Regions from separate parts of the Bicyclus anynana genome. Here region 1 is linked to region 2. The links are chromatin contacts, called in public Hi-C maps. All regions are on one chromosome and are shown on one strand. Each heading gives the region's core, a stretch centred on a gene start, on an enhancer-like site or on the middle of the called end of the contact. The rest is flanking DNA. Distances are from core to core; before and after follow the strand shown. Region 1 holds the start of LOC112053784 (protein seele). Region 2 overlaps LOC112053782 (paired amphipathic helix protein Sin3a).

The links. Hi-C and Micro-C count contacts between places; a contact is called where the count stands out from the background.
Region 1: a Hi-C map of whole body shows a contact between it and region 2, with 3 times the contacts expected there. The contact joins the promoter of LOC112053784 here to the enhancer-like site in region 2. A contact is called at or near these places in 2 of 2 Hi-C or Micro-C datasets (whole body and whole larva).

The regions. Positions count from the first base shown.
Region 1 is chr18:10,090,463-10,094,140 of ilBicAnyn1.1, reverse strand. LOC112053784 (protein seele) reads right to left here and starts at 1,460. Exons shown (of 7, transcript XM_052887077.1): 1 at 1,246-1,460; 2 at 1,078-1,145; 3 at 1-18. The coding sequence starts at 1,333. LOC112053782 (paired amphipathic helix protein Sin3a) reads left to right here and starts at 2,223. Exons shown (of 31, transcript XM_052887073.1): 1 at 2,223-2,402.
Region 2 is chr18:10,057,588-10,061,684 of ilBicAnyn1.1, reverse strand. LOC112053782 (paired amphipathic helix protein Sin3a) reads left to right here. Exons shown (of 31, transcript XM_052887073.1): 12 at 1,881-2,003; 13 at 3,188-3,278; 14 at 4,080-4,097. Among protein-coding and RNA genes, the nearest start is that of LOC112053782, 32 kb to the left of the region's middle. Within about 2 kb of position 1,949, at least 8 of the 8 cell types and tissues checked have open chromatin away from gene starts, as enhancers often do.

The sequences.
Region 1 (3,678 bases), core at 211-2,710, 33 kb before region 2:
CATCCGGAAATTGCCAACCTGATCAACATTATTACAAAATTAATATTAATACAAGACTCGATGTACTAAAAATTTATAATTTTCACAATTATCATCCCACTATCCCAGGCATCCCTTCTTATAGGAGAAGGGATATGGGACTTAAACCCACCATACTTCTCCAATGAATGTTGAAGATGCATGCAACGAGAAAGTCACATTAGAGACGTGATAGACCAGTGGATATGACCTCTGCCTTCGATTTGGAGGGTGTTGGTTCAAATCCGGTCCGGGTATGCACCTCCAACTTTTCAGTTATGTGCATTATAAGAAATTATACTAGTTAGCTAGTTCTGATCTGAAGTTCTGGGGCAGGGAAACAAAAATCTTGACATAAGATAAGTTGCCATAGCCCAAAATTTAGTTAGGCAGAACACATCCTCAGTAAAACCTACCAACTAAGTAACAGTGACCAAATTGCCTGCCTTACAGATCCAGTGAGCCATAAGCCAGACTACGAAATATATCACCCTTTTTTGGAGAGCATGTTAAGTTATTGGTATTAGTCCTGCCCCCCTAGCCAAGTGGCACGTCAATTCTCTTTCTACAATCACTGACACTTTGAAAACTCGAAAAATGTATGGGAATGACATATTTTGCTAATGACGGGTCATGTGATCAAGGTTGGTCATTCCCAAACATTTTTCTAGTTTTCAACATTTCATAGTGATTAATAAAACATTGAACAAGCTTCCCGACCTCGCCAACCTGCATTGGAGCAAGGTGATATGTCTAAGGTTGATTGTTTCTTCCTAACAGCGGCATGCACAAGGTTTTTAATCAGGGTATGTACTATAAGTAAAAACTGGAAACTTCAACAACTATGTATTCTGTGGTCTAACATAGGTCTCTATTGAGTCCTTAGGGTAGGTAGTGCATTTTTGCATCTATGAAGTGACGCCACTTCTTCATATAGGATCGAGGCCTCGTAATAGGCTAAATAGTTAGCCTATTCAGCCTACTAATGACATCAAATTACTGTACTGATTTTTAGTGGGACATAAGCATGTATTAAGGAAAATTATAACAGAAACTTACGTCTACTTTTTTCCATTTTTCTACACTTAATATAGCTTTATTCAATTCCTCGAAGGTCTGCCGGCACACTGAAAACGATTATAACACTTTGATTAGTAATTTTAACTCAGAAAATTTTAAAGAAATAATATTAATTAAACGTTTAAGAAGTTTAACAAACAAACAAACCTAAGCATCTCAAATTCTTTGCGTCTATCTTCGCAGAAACTCCTACCATTAAAAGAGTAAGTGTAAAGAAAACTATTTTAATTTTCATGTTTAACAAATTTTCTCTATTAATGTGCTTATTCGAGGAAAAACTTTGAAAATATGAGTTAGAATTTCAGTAAATACGTGGAAAATTGGTTTAAAACACGAACTCGTTTCTGATTGGATGGACATTGATTGTCAATGTCATTGTCATGTCATTCGTGCTTCGGCTTTACTTTTTTTTTTAATTTTAGGCACTCCGCATTATCTAGATTCTGTGGCAGAGGTTGATAATCAAACATGAATTTAAAAATTTAAATAAAGTGAAATCAAATATTTTTAATGTTGAATTTTAATATTAAAACATCTTTACATAATTTATTTGATTTTTGGTTTCATTCATTTGGTTTGGTTTTGTATTCAATTCAAAAAGAAAATTCTAGCAACATTTCAAATAATTTTAGGCTAAGTTCACAGGAACTACGGCAGTTTGCGTACAATGTCAAATGACAAAAATAAAATTAAATGACGTTAGCACGATGTTTGATTTTTTATTAAGTACAGACGTAGCAGATCCATTAATTATTTTGTTGAAAAATAAGAAATTATTCATTAAAATGTCATTATAAAATTGAATGCGAATGAAGTCTTTTATCTGGTTTTGCCTTAGAATATCAATGTGTGCGTACCTCAATATCAATCAAAATGTGAACGGACGTCAAAACAGAAACTATTTAATTAAATTTTTCCCTGTTACATCAACTATGTCATATTCAAAATGGAAATTAATTTTAAAAATACGTTATTTTATTTATTTTTATCAAAACATATACTTATAAGTCAAATCTAACGAGTAATATAAAAAAAGAAATTGTATTTTCTTGCTCCCTCGCTCACCCATTCTCCGGTTTTCCGCCCGTCGCCCTCCATCATCAACCGACCAAACTAAAAAACCAACAGTTCGCATTCGGTCTCTTTGCGCGCAGGACGTTTGCTTGACGGAATGTATATTTTTTTTGTGCACATAAAATCCTCACAAAATCTTAAAATACCATAATCAAAGCATTTATTTCGCCGAAAAGTGACGTTCCCGTGAATATTGCCGAGAAAGAAGACTGTTTCAAGTAAAAATACAGGTAAGTGAATAGTTGACAGGTTGCGTCTTATCCTATTGAATGCTTATTAATTACGTATTAGATCAATACTAATTGCTTTTTCTACCAAATTCAGTAAATCTGTAGTCATAAGAATATATTTTAGTGCCATATTGTGGAATGTGGTAATTTCACACCTGTGCCCAACCATACGGTCTATGTGTTTTAACTAAAATAACAAGAATATAATAAACCCCTAAAACTTGTGTCAACGTAGCCGTGAATCGAAAGTATTGCTCAAAAAAAATGGGAAATGTCATAATGATACCGCTCGCCATCTCCGCGACGACTTGGCAACGCGACACTCATCGTACGGTTGGTCGTGTGTAAAAAATGTAATCGCCGTAAACAAGCAAGTGAGAGTCCTACCGGCGTTTCCCTTTGTTTTCCGTGTGAAATCGGCCCTTTGTCCTTCACGGAGTAGCGCTGGGTGCGCCGGGCTACAGGAATTTCGACTCTAGAAAAGTACCATAATACATGATGATATACATTCGTGGGTCGGGCCGCGCTTCGCCGTTCCCCGCGTCGTTTTCACGGCGGCTGTGTTAGTGTGTACCTACGAGTTATACGCCTGTGTGCGCGTGCGGTAGTTTGTTTATAGTATTGGCCCGGCATAAATAGCCTGTATGTTTAGTGCCATAAGGCTCACAATGGTATGTAGGTCGGCGTCCTCGGCGGTGTTTGTCTATCGATCTGTGCGGTGGCCAATGGCACATGTCCTGCGCGGCCGTGCCTCGCCCCGCTCCGGTGAAAGCCGGCACGATGTATCACGCTCCCATATATATTATATGTACTACTATCTTATCACGTTAGACGCTGTTACGTCGCTAGCTTTGTCCGCTCGCGGCCAACTCGATTTCATATTTATACGTGATATAGTTGGCTCGGAGTGGGTGATAGTCGTGAATGTTTTGTCGACGACGGCTGCTCTGTTTGCGGAGCGTCACAAGGGGGACGAGGGCGCGGGAGGTGGGGGAGGGGGGGAGCGCCCGAAATAGAAGCGCGGATTGGAAACCGAGCGACGTGGCAACACCGCGCCACGGTGAGCTCAGTGTCGGTTCAAAATGGCGCCTGTGCGTGATCGATACCGTGATATTCTAGTTAAAAATGTCCGTATTTGTGATATATCTGGTTGTTGGTCGGCCCGAGCGGTGCCCTGTGACCGCGGGGCGTGCGCCCCACATGCCGGTGTCCGACCCCAATGTACGTATCTTCAACCATATTGCGCCGACACTTGGCTAGCTATGGATATGCCTAG
Region 2 (4,097 bases), core at 700-3,199:
TAAAACCAAGTTTGTGGGGTCGCCACCCGCCGCCATCTTAAAAATAGGGGTTGAAATGGTTTTTACGATATATCTCTGTCTTTTAAAAATAAATTGGTAACGTTTTTTGTTGCAAATTAAAATATCTACAATTTTGATCCAGTAACTTTTTGTTGTAGAATCATAAATAAAAAAGTTATAACGAGGATAACATTTTTTTCCGAAATGAGTACTAATTTTCTGTACTCATATACATATATTATACGTGTGTAATAAGTTATTGTTTTTTTTTATTGTTTTTACGATAATCTTTTATAATTATTAATTTTGCAATATTATTAATAATTAATTATAGATTTGCCACTCATTACAGAATTTTACATTTTTTCGAAAAGGCTGAGCGCGGAGTATTTGTGACTTATAAAATCACCGTGGATTATGCCTATTGGGGATACCACGTAAAAAAAAACGCGCCTCCAGACTCTACCTCGTGGGTGGTGGGGAAAAGAGTCCATAATGAATTATTAACGGCATCATTAATAATTAAAAAGATTATCATAAAATATGAAAAAAAAACAATAACTTAGTACATAGTACATTAGAAGTGCGCTTGGTTGAAAATTACAGCCGAGGCGATATTGCAATAGTAAGGAAGCAGAGGTTCGTACGACGTTTTATAATACATTTGCGAGGAAACATACTTTGAACACACTTTCTGAAAATGAATTGTCATCATAATATGCAAAACAGTTGCATATTATGATGACATTTTGATAAACTTGTCATTTTTGCACAGATAGCAAAGTGCCAACAGACTCCAAAAATAGCCAGTATTACTAATAAAGTAAATTAATATTTTTGTGTTTCTTGTAAAGTTAAACGGTTGTCATTTATTGTCAAAATTATGAAAATAAAAGAATTAAATGTTTTTTTTTCATTATATTTTATCTCACAAAGTAAATTTTATTCATAAAATGTTGAGCACTTTTTTGACATAAATACTCTTTGCTAAGCTTTAAAAAAGTACCATTCGTTTTTACATTTCCTTGTGCGTTTTACTTTACATTACGGCACATGTGCGTAAAGAGACACATTACAATATTGAAATTGGTGAAATAAGAGATACTTTACGAGCAAATGTGTTACACTTTATTATTACACACGTAAAATGTATGTATAGTTATTAGTTATGAGTACAGAAAAATAGTACTTATTCTGGAGCGCTGTAAAACCTTAGCTATTGTGACTTGATGAAAAAATGGTTTTTTCGTTATAACTTTTTTATTTATGGTTCTACAACAATAAGTTACTGAACCAAATGTTACAACATTTTTTATCAGACAAATACTCAAAGAGATATATCGTACAAACCATTTTAACCCCTATTTTCAAGATGCCGGCCATGAGACAAGGGTGGCGACCCCACAAACTTGGTTTTAGCTTTCCACTGAACACATATAAAAATAAAAATGCGTCTTCAAAAAATGTAACATTTCAATGGACAATAAGAACAAAACTTGGTTTCATAAAAATTGGTTTGGTAATTTTGAGATATAAGAGTTAATGAATCTTGAATGAATGAAAAATTGGTTTAGTAATTTTGAGATATAAAAATAATTAAAAATGTGTTACAAGCGTCTAAAGTTGATATCATTTTTGCATTGTTATCTAGACTAATATTATGAAACTGAAGAGTTTGTTTGCTTGAACTCGCTAATCTCAGCATTACGATCTACTGGTCCGATTTGAAAAATTCTTTCAGTGTTAGATAGCCCATTTATCGAGGAAGGCTATAGGCTATATTTTATCCCCGTATGCCTATGGTAACGGTAACCACGCGGGTGAAACTGCGCGGCGTCTACTAGTAATTGTATATTTAAAGAATTCTGTTGTCGGTACAGCCCCGCGTGGAACGAGAGAGCGAGGCAGAGCGTTTCCCGAGCGCGTCGCCGCCGCAGGCGCCGCTCATGGCGCACGCAACGCACTCTGCGCCCGCGCCCCACGCCATACACCATCATGCGCAGGTATGTACACGCAGTGGCGTGCACAAGGTTTTTTTTTTTATTCTTTACAAGTTATCCCTTGATTACAATCTCACCTGATGTTAAGTGACGATGCAATCTAAGATGGAAGCGGGCTAACTTGTTAGGAGGAGGATGAAAATCCACACCCCTTTCGGTTTCTACACGACATCGTACCGGAACGCTAAATCGCTTGGCGGTACGTCTTTGTCGGTAGGGTGGTAACTAGCCACCAGCCAGACCTAGACTAATTCAGAAAACCTCAATCGGCCCAGCCGGTAATCGAACCCAGGACCTCCGTCTTGTAAATCCACCGCGCATACCACTGCGCCACGGAGGCCGTCAAAAGGTTTTTATAAAGGTTTTCATAAAAATTATACAAAAATCTTTTCAACAAAAAATTTTACCGTTTTTCATGAAAATTAAATGGGACCAATCTGGAAGCGTACTCTTTCAAACGAAAAAAAAATTTTTAAAAACAAAAAAAAAAAGAATTTTTAAAAACATAAAAAAAAAGTGGAAAATCCCATTTGGGGGTAGGCAATCATTATAAAATATACATAAAATTGAAAATTTTGAAAATCCTCTGAATGTCATGAAATTAATGAAGTCATCAATATTCTCTTTCAGTGAGTGAGCTTTCATTTGAGTATATTTTACTCTAGTATATTTACAGACATTCGTTTATTCACGACACGTTATTCGGACATTCATTTCTAATTCGTTTGTTGGTAAATAGTACTTATTCAGTAATATACTACTCAGGCTGCTATTCCGGCAGCTACTACAGGCTTTAGTATAGGTATCTATAGTTTTAGCAAGACTCAAAAGTGATTACATAAATAAGAAAAGTAATGTCGAACAAAGGCAACCAAAATAAGACCCTAGAACGGCAGAGAATGACCTTGAGTGAAGTCACGCACCTGTGAACGATGTGTGTAGAGTTAAAGGATCCATTGACTGTTGAAAACACTCCCCTTTTCCACTCAAGTCACTCTCCCCGCCTATCACAAGAAACCCATAAAGAATTACACAACAAGAGATGTGGACGGCTCGAACGCCACGAGCACACTGAAGCCGTCCGTACCGCAAGTCGTTGCAACGCGGCGATAACAATAGATACTAAAGCCATACCCGATGTGCACAGTTCACTAGCAAATAATGTAATTGTAATACATTGTTAACAGCAAGTTGCTAAACACACGGCCACGAGTGTACAGCCGCCACAGCATCATCATCTCAAGAGATCGCCCAGCTTTGGATCGTCCACGCCGATCGGTAAGTTCTATTAAAAAAACAAACTAAAATACAAAAGTGCTTGCTTTGTGATACAACTTTACTAGCTTATAAGAAGTGCAAAGGGGGCTGCCCATCGGATAATATCATATGGAGATGATAATAATATAATCTATAAATAACAATCTCTTCTTACACAAAAAGTTCGCCAGTGTACCAAATCGGCGATGTACTCGTAACATTTGAAGCTGTATTAATTTTTTTTGTTACCAACAAGTTTAACAACAAGAAATAGATAAAACAAACAAACCAATCATAAGTCTGTAAATATGTCGTAAAACTCAGGCTGTATGGTCAACAATCTTTGCTTCATAAAACGTTGTGGCAAACATTTTTGAAATAGAAATATTTTTTTTAAAATATCAAGTAAATTGCTGGGTGGTTCTGGTGGCCAGGTAAATTACTGGGCTGGGGATGGGCATTCCTTTTTTTTTTTTTAATTTTAAACTTTTGCTGCTAGTGAAATACAAAACCTTATTTATACTATGTGTGACCCAGGACTTGAAACCTCGGGTTGAAATTAAAATGTAAACAAAAAAAATAACATTTATAATGTAAATGAAATGAAAATATATTAATTAAAAAAAATATATATATTTTCTAGTTTTGTTGAGTTGAACTTTTGCTCTTTGAGAAATGATGAAACACATGCGATGTGCAAAAACAGAATAACCCTGTTGATATACGCATGCTGCCTTCCTTCTGACAACCCCAGCAAACAAATCACTTATTTAAACTATTTATTAAATTTAACAATATTAAAAAAAAAAGTTTGTGTTGCAGCGTCAGGGGCGCCCCCCG